2 separate regions of the Gasterosteus aculeatus genome follow, and region 1 is linked to region 2. The links are chromatin contacts, called in public Hi-C maps. All regions are on one chromosome and are shown on one strand. Each heading gives the region's core, a stretch centred on a gene start, on an enhancer-like site or on the middle of the called end of the contact. The rest is flanking DNA. Distances are from core to core; before and after follow the strand shown.

Region 1 (5,915 bases), core at 863-3,362, 97 kb before region 2:
ATAGTTACGGTCAAAAGCAGAAGGCGTTTGGAGTGGAGGGGACTTCTCATTCTTTTTGATAATACTATCATTTGAACAAGTAATACACAGCTTTTTGCTGTACATTCATGTATTGGTAATGTCTGTATACTTCTGCTCTCACAACTGACAGCAAACAAACCCTCCAGCTGCCTGCAGAGGCAGAAGGCCAAAGGTCAAAGAGGCATCATCACAAAGACGAGCGGGTGGAAGTGCCTGTTTGTGCGACTCACCTTTGGCCTTCGCCGACACCGACTGCTCTCTGCGTTTGATGTCTCTCTTCGTGTCGTAGTAGTTGATGAAAGTGCTGCAGTGATACGTCCAGTTGTACATCTTCTGGCTTCCACACGCCTGGTGAAAACGCGTCGGGTCGCATCAGAACAATATGGGTGGGAAAGTTACTGCAGAGGGGACACAGCGAGGTACTCACGTGTCCAAAGTGTCCCCTCATGGAGCAGTTGTAGCAGTAGGCCGGCCGCGTCCCCCCCGCCTGGTCGTGCCGCAGGCTGGTGGGAGTTCCCGCCTTGGTCTAAGCACAGACGCAGGGAGTGAAAAAGGGGGGAGGGATTGTTACGGGATTATTCTTTTCATAACGAAAAAAAAAAGAAATAACTGTGGCGGTGTCACCGTCTATTTGTGTCCCCCTGCTCTCATTCCCATGGTCTTTACTGGTACGCGCTGCGCAGGTCTGCCGATGTAACGCGCTGATTGCGGAGGCTGTAGTTAGAGGCCTGTAATGACCCTTCGTGATAAGCAAGCGTCTGCGTGTGTGCGGGACACAGGGTCCCGTCCCCTTTGGGCCGGCGTCCTGAAAGCCTTCCACGCTCCGTCGCCCGCAGCAAATATGAACCGATAAAGAGAGCGAGGAGACACAGTCACAGCGTATTTACTGCTAAATGTCTCACACACACACACACACACACACACACACACACACACACACACACACACACACACACACAGCTTCACACTGATCTAAGGTGCCCCCACCCGTCCCTCTTTGAACCCTGATTCTGAGATTACAAATGATTTGCGTCGTATTTTAAACATAGCTTCCCTAACCGGCCCCCACTTTTCTTTTCCTCCCCCTCCTCCTCTCCTCCCCCTCTCCTCCCCCTCTCCTCTCGCTCTTTTCCGCTTGAGTAGTTTTGCAGCAGAAAGGATGAATGCTATTAGAGCATCGCGTCATTATCGGGTCAGGCCGGCCGGTCCCATCTCCATCACAAAGGCCAGGAGATCACAGACCGCTCGCACGCACGCACACACACACACACACACACGCACGCACACACGCCCAATGAACACACACGTGCACCCTAAGGAGAACACAGTCCCCGGTATCGAGCCCCCCCCCTGTCCCACCCCTCCACCCCCTCGCCCATTCATCGTTCATGTAAATTGGCTGCAGGTCTCCCTGTGTCTCCCCCCCTGACCTTGGGCTCACGTTATCTCTGCGTACTCTGATCCGGCACACAGACGCAATGAAAGCAGCAGAGAGAGAGAAATTAAATCTCCCCCCCCCCCACCCCCCCGCGACTCCCCCATCAAGCTGTTATAGTTGACTGAAATAATAAATAAAAAGCTGTGCGTGCGTGTGAGGAGTTGTCTGCCTATCGCTTTGGTGTCTTTGGAGAAGAGTCCGGCTGTACGGCGGTAAGTCAAGAAGACATTTATGTTGACGCTTAGCTTTGACTCGCCCGCCACCGATCTAGTGTTAGTCTCTCTTTTAAGGCCCAGAGGGGAGGAAGCAGATTGATTCCACAGATTGGGCTTAACGCTCAGTCATCACGCTAGTAAAAAAAGCACATGCTTGAGTCATGCATACATTTTTTTTTTTTCTTTAAATGGAGGAAAAAAAAAAGTTTCCCCTTTATTATCTCTTAAAAAATAAATTAAAAAAGCTTCCGTCTTCTGTCTGTTACTGAACAATCATGCTGTAGAAATATTTTAATAGAGCTATAAACCTGCTGTTCTCAGCATATTTTAGAAGACAGATAACATCCGTTTGCTGAGACGGTTCCCACAGTCTCACAAAGACGCTTCAACAGACGGGAAAGAAGAAGTGGTTCAAACAGACACTATTTCCTGGTTGTGACCGTTGATGACATCACCAACACGCGGCCTGAAGCGATGTGCGAGTCAGTGCGAGTGTGTGTGTTCCTTTGAGATGGCTGGTTGTTTTGGCTCCACAAGGATTCTCAGAGGTGTTTTTCTAGGTTTTAACACATCATCCTGTCGCACCATTTTTTATTTTATTCAGATGACTCGTGTTTTCTGTTCAAGACATTTAATCTGGTTAAATTAATCAATTATTCATCTTTCCTGCTTTCCCCCCAAAAAAAGATCATAACCTCTCTATTCATAAACGGTCCTGACAGGCTTTTTCCCGGCGTGGGAGACGACATTGAACAAAACAAAAGCTTGTGTGTGTGTGTTTGACTAACAGGCCTCTGAGTCTCATCCACCTCCTGCTGATGGGACACTTTGCCAGTCAGACACACCAGGGGACGGAAGCTGGAAGAGGACCGAGTGTGTGTGTGTGTGTGTGTGTACGAGGGTGTTGAAGAAAGGTCCTAAGGGCTTCGCTGGGTGGACACAGACAACCAGCCATCCGTGGCCTCACACACACACACACACACACACACCTCCTTGCCGTGATAATCCTTCGGCCGACACAAAGCTCAGACAGTTACTGACAACAATCGGGAAGGAACGCACACAAACACACACAGTTATTGAACACAATCCGAGAAGCAAACAGACTTGTGTGTGTGTGTGTGTGTGTGTGTGTGTGTGTGTGTGTGTGTAAGGGGGGGAGGTTTGCCTGTTACCAGAGCCGCGGGGATCGACTGCGTGTTTTTATCATTATAAACAGCCTCACAACACATCACCACCACGACTGGGCTCCTACCAAAACAAACACACCCTCATGGTGCGCGAGTGTGTGTCTGTGTGCCAGTATGTACACATTATGTTAACAGGGGGTGGGGGGGTAATTAGACCATTGCGAAATGGCTATAATGTGAACACAGCGTGTTTTCAAGGAGAATCGATGAATTAACCAGAGAACCTCCAATCCGTTTACTCTTCCGTTGGGATTTATTAAGGCTAATGGAAAAAATTGTAAAGAATCCAATTATAGTTTTCTGCCAGTGTTGGACGGGAAGGAGAGAATCAATCGTCCTGGACACCCGTCTGAGGTGGAGGTGTGTGGGGCTCTGGAGGAGGAAGGGGACGGGGCGTCTCCGAATAACCAGATGTGATTTCTGCCCCCTTTGTGTCACAAAGACCTGAACACACACACACACAGAGAATTCCCAGAAGCTCGTCGTATCTCCTCCCGTCAGTCAGCGGGACTCCTGATTTTGTCGTTAGCAGAGAGGGGAAATGCCACTGGAATGTTGAGATAATGTGAGGCGGGGGTGAGGAGGTAATCTGGTCGGAGCGCGGCCGGCGGAACAGAGGATTGGAGCTAATCTATTCCGATCTAGGAGCAAGTCCGCTGCTCTGTGTTCACGGCCAGCAGCTACGCACGTGCAACGCACTCCTGCGGCCCCCGGTCACGATGCCGAACCGGGACGTTACACCGCCAGGCAGCATATCAAACACACACACACTTCCACCTGCATGGACGCCATCCAGCTAAGCCAGAGAGAGCCACAAAGAGCGAGTGGAGCCTGCAGGACCTCCGATAACACCTCACCTGGGCGCGTGTACGTTCCTGTGGTTTAGCATGTAGTCTGCAAAGACACCTGTACCAAAAACTCCCAAAGGAAGCACATGTGGACATTTACAGGTTTTTCTCTCGGGACAACGGCGTGGTGGGGACCTGTCAATCACGCGGTCCTAGAGCAGACAAAGCGTCGACATTTATTTTAACTCATGAACATCAGGCTGTAAGTGGAGAGGAGTTGAAACCAGACATTGATGCCATAAACTTGTTTTACGCTGTTTGCCGAGTCATTTTCTGCTGGTGACAGCAAATCAAGATTTTTATCTTAAAGATTATTATTTAAGTAGTTGGCTAAAATGAAAGCTTTCAGCTCTATTTTATTAGTTTGTTGTCTAAGCTGTGAAGAAGACGTGTGAATGGCATTGAAGTGTCACGCTCTTCTTCGCCTGCGGCACTTTCTCTCCTTCATGTCGGCTGCTCGCTGTTAATAGAACTAGATGAAAAACACGCAAATGCCCCCCCCCCCCCCCTCCCTCCTTTACACCGGTGCCCTCCCCAGTCTCCTCCGGGCCGCCGGAGTCTCAGTGTAAAGGAGAATAGAGAGACCGCAGAGTCCACATACTGTACAATGATGAGACAGCAAAAACAGCTGCCTGAATAGATGTGGATTTAAAGGATTTTTTTTAATTGAGCTCATTCTTGTAAGATGAATGGGGGGAAAAAAAGAGGTCAGCCAGACAGAGGGAAGGACAGAAGAAATGGAAGAAAGGTTGAAACGTTAAACTTGTAATTTCAAGTTCAGCAGAAAGAACAGAGGAGCCAAGAGTGCTCGTAATTCTCTATTTGAATTTCAGGTCATTTGTTAGGTTCAATTATTGAGTGAGGTTTTGTCAGACGGGTGCCGGTCTCAACGCGGACCTAAAGGTCACCACAGACTTCCTGAATGACCAATGCTGAGGTCATTTCTGTGTAAATAGCAGGTGTTACTTTTTCAGCTGCTGTCTTCTTTATTGTTTTAGCCTGTATTATTATAAATTGTATGATAAAATTTAGTTGGGGAAAAGTAAATACCCACACTGTTAACATTGTTTTTACATGTACAAGGAACAATGTCTTTTTTTTTTTAATAACACCAGTTTCTTGTTGTGGTTTGTCTTTAATCCAAATCAATTTGCCCCAAATCCCAAATTTGCCTGAAGCGATTCATAATCTGTACAGAATACTAAATCCTCGGCCCGAGGACCCCACATCGGGACACCCAATAACAAGGGAAAAAAAGTAAGAAACCGTGGGGAGCAACATAATATGAAACGGTGTTGAGATAAAACAAAGTGGATCCATATGATGTAAACGATCCATACAGGTTTAGCAATAGCACAAGAAGCACCAACTCCTGGGAGACTAATAGTAGAAAAATGACTGAAAATAATTGATTAATATATGCAAGCTTTCTAAAGATTGATTGCATCAAAATGGAATTTTAGTCTAGAAGTAGTGACATATTAATCATCCATTTCCTCTATGGACCGCGGCTGTTACTCTGCAGAGGGTCATTTCTAAATCAAGACAAACCAGAGAACTTCAGGGAGCGATCAGAGCGCAGATCTGTGTTGGACCACCCGGGGGCGCTCTAACACAGCGAGCTGGCGAGGCCCCTCACACTGTGGGCGGCTTCCACTGAAGAATGGGACTGATCACAAAGAGAAAGTGCCACTGACAGTAATTCCAACTGGTATTCGGATGAATAAAACAGCCGTCAACAAATACTGAACATTCATCCAGGAAACATTAATGACAAACGTCTGAATATATTGGGTCTTGTTTGTACGTGAAAAGTGTTTGTGTATATTAATACATCGTGTCGAGGAACAAAGATAAAATAGGTTTGGAATTGATCATTTTTGTATTTAAATCAGTATTTAAAAAAAGGAAATATGGTTTTCGCTTAAAAAAAATGTCCAACTCAAATCTGGAGACGGTCTCGAGTGGCGGTTCTGATGTTCCTTAAAATGGTCTAAAAAAGTATTATTTTAAATGCATGCATGATCAAACGGAAGATGAATGATATTATCTCTGAGGGGAATAATCAAAGAACTGCAATTTCAAGGAACAAGACACTGAAGATCGGTCTGTTTGAAATAAAAAAATCATAAAAATAAATGTACTATCAGAGGGGGCACGAGTGCACGGGAGTATTTCTACGTTTCGTTTTCTAAGGCTGGTG
Region 2 (5,983 bases), core at 113-2,612:
AGACTTGCCTTCTTGTGCTGCTCCTGTCAAACAAGCATGGGCTGGAGTTCCCAACGTGGGCACACAGGTTGCAGTGCCCCCTGTTTGAAAGGAGGGACAACGACAAGAATCCCTTCATGTCGCTTTATTTAGATTTACACACCAGTACGAGATTTCATTCGCGTGTTAGTTAAAGGAGGAACAAGTGAATGATCTTCCCGGTGAAGAGAAGAATCTCTTGTATGTGAGAAAGGCGACAGCTGCCTTTGACTCCAGCTGTTGTCTACACACGCGCACACCTGCATTTGATCTCTCCATTTTCCACCTTCACCTCTGTCTTAAATTAGCATCCCGCCCCCCCCAATCCTCTCTGACTGCATTAAGGTTAAACCCCCCCCCCCTTATCATCAGCTCCACCCGGCGTTGCCTCGCCCTCCCCTGCTGGGACGCCAAGGAGAACCGGCCGCCATTGGGCGCCGATGAGACGCAGCGCTGTTATGAGGGGGCGGAGGGGCTCTTCAGATGCTGCCATCATTATTCAGCCATAAGCATCGGGCGCTCTACTCATCTCCCAACGTGGCCAAGAATGATCCAACGTGCCTTTCAAGTATAAAACACACAGATAGATATTTCAGGTAGGTGGTATTTTTCTATAAAATGCAGGAGGAAAAAAAAATAGTAATCATAAATAGTTTCCATGATGGAAACGTGTGTTCGACATGTAAGGTAACGGCTTTAGATTCATCTCTTTCCACTAAATAGGAACTGACAGATGCTGTCACTCAGCTAAACCATCACCATCAATCTTAGTAACAAAGAGGAGTGAAGACCAGGAAAGGAACAGAAGGATGTTGACAAGAGTGTAAAACACACCACTGCTCCATCAAACTGCTGAGTGAATGACAAAATGTATGTGTATATATATATATATATATATATATGTGTATATATATATATATATATATATATATGTGTGTGTGTGATGGCGTGGTAGATAAATGAATCTAAATTGTCTGTTGTATTGTCACCAGAAATCATTTATTTTGCTCCTTTTACGTCAATAGAAATGTGACAGACACTAAAAGCACCAATGAGAAGTTTACAAATTGCAAGCATGTACATTAATGACAGTGAATTCCATCCACAGGGGAGAATAAAACATGGAGACATAAATATGAGCAGCCCGAAGGTTTCCTGTAAACAGCCTCCTGTAGCTTAATAGTTACGAATTAAAAGAGCAGCGCTTTGCATAGAGCCAGACGCGCTGTACAGGATCCTGGCGTGTAACATGTACTCGGGGGATTGCAGGCTGGCCTACGGACAAACGGAAGTATTCACTGTGAATGATGAGGCTGGGGCGCCGTGCGTGACTCTGTGCATCCATCACGCATCAGGACCGCAAAAGGCCCAGTGCCTTCAACGGGAAGCGGCGTCGTGAGGAAAGTGCGAAGCGTCAGATCCTGGACATGGACAGGATGTCCTCCACCAGGTGCTTGTAGACCCAGGCGTCTCCCTTCAGCCTCTGGCGCCGGATCCCGACGACCTCCGGCCTCTGCAGCATGCACACCTCCAGCTCAAACGCCATGGTTACCTTCTTGTGGTCGCCCCTCGTCCGGCACTTCAGGGTGTACCTAAAGAGAGAACGCGGCGCGGGGACGTTAGGGGGACGGCGATCGAACGCCGGGGGCGTCTGCGTGGGAGAGAGGGCGGGCGTGGCGAGTCGCCTCCTTACCCCTTCTGTGTGAAGTCAACGTTCTTCTCGGGCAGGTTGGACAGGATCTGGTTGAGGACCTGGTCTGGATTGGTCTGACTGGTCAGAGTGACGTTGTACTGCGCCTAGCAGGGAAAGGAGAGAGAGACAGGGTGATGCGGGCGATGCTCACGGCGCAGAGCTCGCGTGGTGGCGGCGCCGTCTCGCTCCGTACCTTGATCTTGCGCGGGCCGTCTCGCAGCGCTCGCCGCTTGTTGGGAGTGAGCATGGTGATCATCTTGTCCAGGCCTCTCTCCAGCGAACCGAACACCTTTCCCCCCCTCCTCTTCTTCTCGCTGTCCCCGACGACCGCCATGTCCAGCGACCGAGACCTGGGGTCGGCAAAGCGCGTCTCAGGTCAAGTCGTCCCGCTGGGCTCTTACCTCGTCGGTCGCTTTTACATTTTAGTCCAATTCTAGAATCATTTAGCGTCTTTCATTCAAACTAACAAGGCAGTTGGACAAAGATCCTTCTTTAGAATTAGAATGAATCCTTTGTTTTATCGGCCACCCTGAGGAGACACCTCTGAATAGAACGCGATCACATGACACAAATAGTTCCCTGATAAAGGCACCATTGTTTCTTTACTGAGCTTATACAAAGGATATAAAGTAGTTGATGGGATAATGGTTTACAGGTAATCAGTCCCTCCTCGGCGTGGTGAATGTTTGTGTAGATACACGCCTCTGTGCATCCGTGACCTCAAGCACCAATGTAAACAAAGCTTTGCCTACGAGTTGGATCCTCCCTCCCGTCCATATTCATCACATCCAGCCGCTCTCACTTTCCCGCTCACCTTCGCTCAGGACTGAAAGTCAGGATTTCAACATCCGCAAGCTCCTTGAGCTCTGCCGCTCGCTTCTTATCGTGCTCTTTAGAAGCGCTGCCGCATCCTGACAGACAAACAGGAATAGACCCCGTGGTTAAAAACAAAGGGTACAGACACGTTAACCTCACTCACCACTAGCATCGCCCTGCAGCGGAACATTTACAACGAGACATTTGATTTGAGGTTTTTTGAGTTTTGTTTTAATAGAAGATTCATTCAGAACACACACACACACACACACACACACACACACAAAAGGGAGAGAGATTTAGTGGCAAGAAAACACATGTCACTACAGCCCACGTGGGACGGTGAGCAGAGGAAGAGACAGCTACACCTGTCACAGCACACGCCTGGGGACACACACACACACACACACACACCACTTTATATGTGTGTGTGTGTGTGTCTGTGTGTTTCAGCACGTCTGCGCCGCAGCTCAGGCAGCAGGAGGCAGAGCGCGCAGCAGGACCGAGCCACGTGCCAACGGGGTTTAACGCCGTCAGAGGAAACCAACGCGGCCACACATCCCAGCAGCCGATTCACTTTGAAAAACAATTGAGACTTTAATGATCCTTCATTCATAACGGCGTCCTTCATTTGCAGATAAGTGGACAGAATTAGCGCCCCGATAATAGCCTCGGTGGCGAGTTGACAAGAGATAAGTTTGCGTGTGTCCGTTTCCGGCGATTTCCCTAATGAGCTACATCGTCGGAAATATGAGAGGCTTCGGCGTGGAAACCGGCCCAAATAAACGAGTTTATTACCACGGGACAATTTATTTGCAAATGTGTGGCACGTGGACGTGATTATAAGAGCGACAGAACAAATAAATGGAAGAGAGCGGCGTGGAGAGGGACAGCCGGCTAAATAATCAAATGGAGAAGTGCTTCTTTGGAACAAAAACAATTATGGCGTACAAACAAAAGCACGTGATAAACTTGAGCTGCGTGGCCTCTACCCCAGCACTCCCCTTACCTTTAGGAGTGACGTTAGCGTTGTGGTTGGGCGTGGTCAACGCGTTCCTGTTGGGCCGGCTGCTCTTCTTGCCGGATGCAGGCGTGCGAGGAGGCGGCAGCGCGAATATGTCCACGTCCTTCTCCTGCACGGCCACGTTCTCCTTGTTCTCCTGGTCTCGGCCCCTCCTCTCCTGGCGGTGCGGCGCTGTGGCTCGGCCTCTCTCTGGGGTCTCTGACGGAGACGCTGGGGTCTTTGGGAGCACAGAAGAGAGGAAATTGGTGAGGTCATTTTTTTTTCTTCTCCCCCATCCATGAGGCAAAAGACTTGGCGTTGCGGCGTTCCCATACCGCGTTCCTGTGGTTGGCCGCGCCATCCGGCTGACCTCGGACCCCCTTTGGTGTGTATCGTGGGACCCGAGCCCAGTCGTCGACGTAATCCGAGGCAAAGTCCAGAGAACCCACGATGACAGCGTCCTCGTCCTCGCTGAAGTGGAGGGCTTCCCTCGTCTGGACGCACGGGGCAAAGGAAGACAACAGGAGGTCAAAGGGGTCAAACTAAAACCAGGAGGTTCTGGTGTCACGGGTGGAGTCACAGAGAACGGAGCCCAGGAGACCTGTAGTCCCTGGTGCAGCGGTGAGCAGGAGTCCTCGCGCGCGGTGGGTTCGGGCCGCAGGCGAACAGGCCTCCCCCTCTGCTTCTTGGACAGCAGCAGCAGGTAGGTGGCGGTCGTCTGGTCGTACCGCCACTGTGGGAGGTCACACGTGTTGAGAGAGCGCGCGCGGGGGAGCCGCTGCGACCACAGCGGACAAAGTGACCGGCGCGATAAAACGTTCAGACGCGCGCACACACCTCGCTGACCAGCGCCGTGGCGCTCTCCCTCGACCGCTTCATGCTGACGGCCATCTCGGTGATGCAGTCCTTGTCGATGTGGCCGGACTACAGAGGAGACCAGGTGTGCTAGTAATCGTATGCATGCTACGGAATGTGGGATTGGTTCAGGGGGTGTGTGTGTGTGTGTACCGGCTGCCGGCTACGCCACTCCACGGGGCTGTTGTACTCTTTGATCACCCACGGATGGTCCAGCAGCTGCCTCACAGTAACACGCCGCTTGGGGTCCACCTACAGGACGCACGGGGAAACTACAAGTCAATGCCGGAGGGACAACACCATCCAACAAGCGGCGGCATGTTTAAAAATACCGCACATGTTGTACAAATTATATTCAAACCATTATGTAAATTCAAAATTGCCTATTTTTTTCTTCCTATTTAAGCCGATGTGTATTGAGGAGTTGAAACGTGGGCTTGTTTGCGTGTACCTGCATCATCTGGTTGAGGAGGAGGACACTGGCTGGAGACAGCCACCGGGGGTTATCGTATTTACCTCTCTGAGGGGACACGAGAACACATTATGAAACGCCAATGGACTAAAACGGAGACAAACGCGTCTCTGCTGTTTGATTAATATCCCATTAACCACAGTAATTGCTGGACATGGACAGAAGACATTTACCCCCCCACTCAAATAATAAAATAAAACGTAGCTTTTCAGCATTTCAAATGGTCCAGACAACTAAACAGCAGGTATGGAGTCAGCGCTCTTACTGTAATCTTCCTGTAGAGGACCATGCAGTTGTCATCATCGAAGGGCAGGTACCCACAGAGAAGGGCGAACAGCAGCACCCCCATACTCCACACATCCGCCTGCAGGTTACACACAGCGCAGCAGTACGTTCAGCTTTACAGCCAGGATTTCACAGCTCCGCTCAGAGTCAACCAGCGAGCACAATCAGCGCGGCGTGAAAAAAAGGGCAGCGTTGGAAGTGGAACACGCAGTTAATCGGGTCTTTTTTTGCAGGAAATACAAATGCAAGTTGTTGTTTTTATTGCATTGAAGGGCAGCACGGTGGCTGTAACAGCGTCCCACCTCTGAACCGATGTAGGATTTTCCCTGGATGAGCTCAGGAGCAGCGTACGCAGGGCTCCCACAGCACGTCATCAGCTCGTGACACAAACCTCCCTAGGACAGAGACACCCACTTACACATTTTGTGCGGGAACAACCAAACCGATCTGACATTATATCCCCCCCTCTTTCCCTTTACTTGACACTCACTGATGACACAATGAGAAGGGGAAAGTTGGTGCTTTACCTTCGGTTTGGCACACAGTCCAAAGTCTATGAGCTTCAAGTTGTGGTCTTCGTCAATCAACAGGTTTTCCTGCAGATCAAGCAGAGCGCGCCATTGACACCAGAACGCATTCGCACCGCGTTGTTGCATCGCAGCTCCTCGGTCACACACAATCAGTGGTCGTGTTTACCGGTTTGAGGTCCCTGTGCGCGTATCCCTGGCTGTGCACGTAGGCCATGGCAGACACAATCTGCCTGAAGAACACCCTGGTCTCCTCCTCTGACAGACGGTCTTTGGCTATGATGTAGTCGAACAACTCCCCTCCTGGACAGTAC

What was found. A called contact is a pair of places that touch in the nucleus more often than the background predicts.
Region 1: a contact with region 2 is called in a Hi-C map of skeletal muscle, with 4 times the contacts expected there. The contact joins the enhancer-like site here to the promoter of LOC144383173 in region 2. A contact is called at or near these places in 5 of 6 Hi-C or Micro-C datasets (liver, skeletal muscle, tail fin and 1 more).

What each region holds. Positions count from the first base shown.
Region 1 is chr9:1,765,373-1,771,287 of fGasAcu3.hap1.1, reverse strand. zcchc7 (zinc finger, CCHC domain containing 7) reads right to left here. Exons shown (of 10, transcript XM_040187293.2): 8 at 449-547; 9 at 252-369. Among protein-coding and RNA genes, the nearest start is that of pgm2, 6.3 kb to the left of the region's middle. Within about 2 kb of position 2,112, at least 3 of the 9 cell types and tissues checked have open chromatin away from gene starts, as enhancers often do.
Region 2 is chr9:1,667,291-1,673,273 of fGasAcu3.hap1.1, reverse strand. LOC144383173 reads right to left here and starts at 1,362. Exons shown (of 3, transcript XM_078080054.1): 1 at 1-1,362. melk (maternal embryonic leucine zipper kinase) reads right to left here. Exons shown (of 18, transcript XM_040187290.2): 5 at 5,839-5,982; 6 at 5,670-5,738; 7 at 5,445-5,537; 8 at 5,123-5,221; 9 at 4,837-4,905; 10 at 4,539-4,637; 11 at 4,368-4,454; 12 at 4,132-4,263; 13 at 3,866-4,024; 14 at 3,537-3,768; 15 at 2,526-2,622; 16 at 1,905-2,061; 17 at 1,712-1,815; 18 at 999-1,610. The coding sequence ends at 1,433.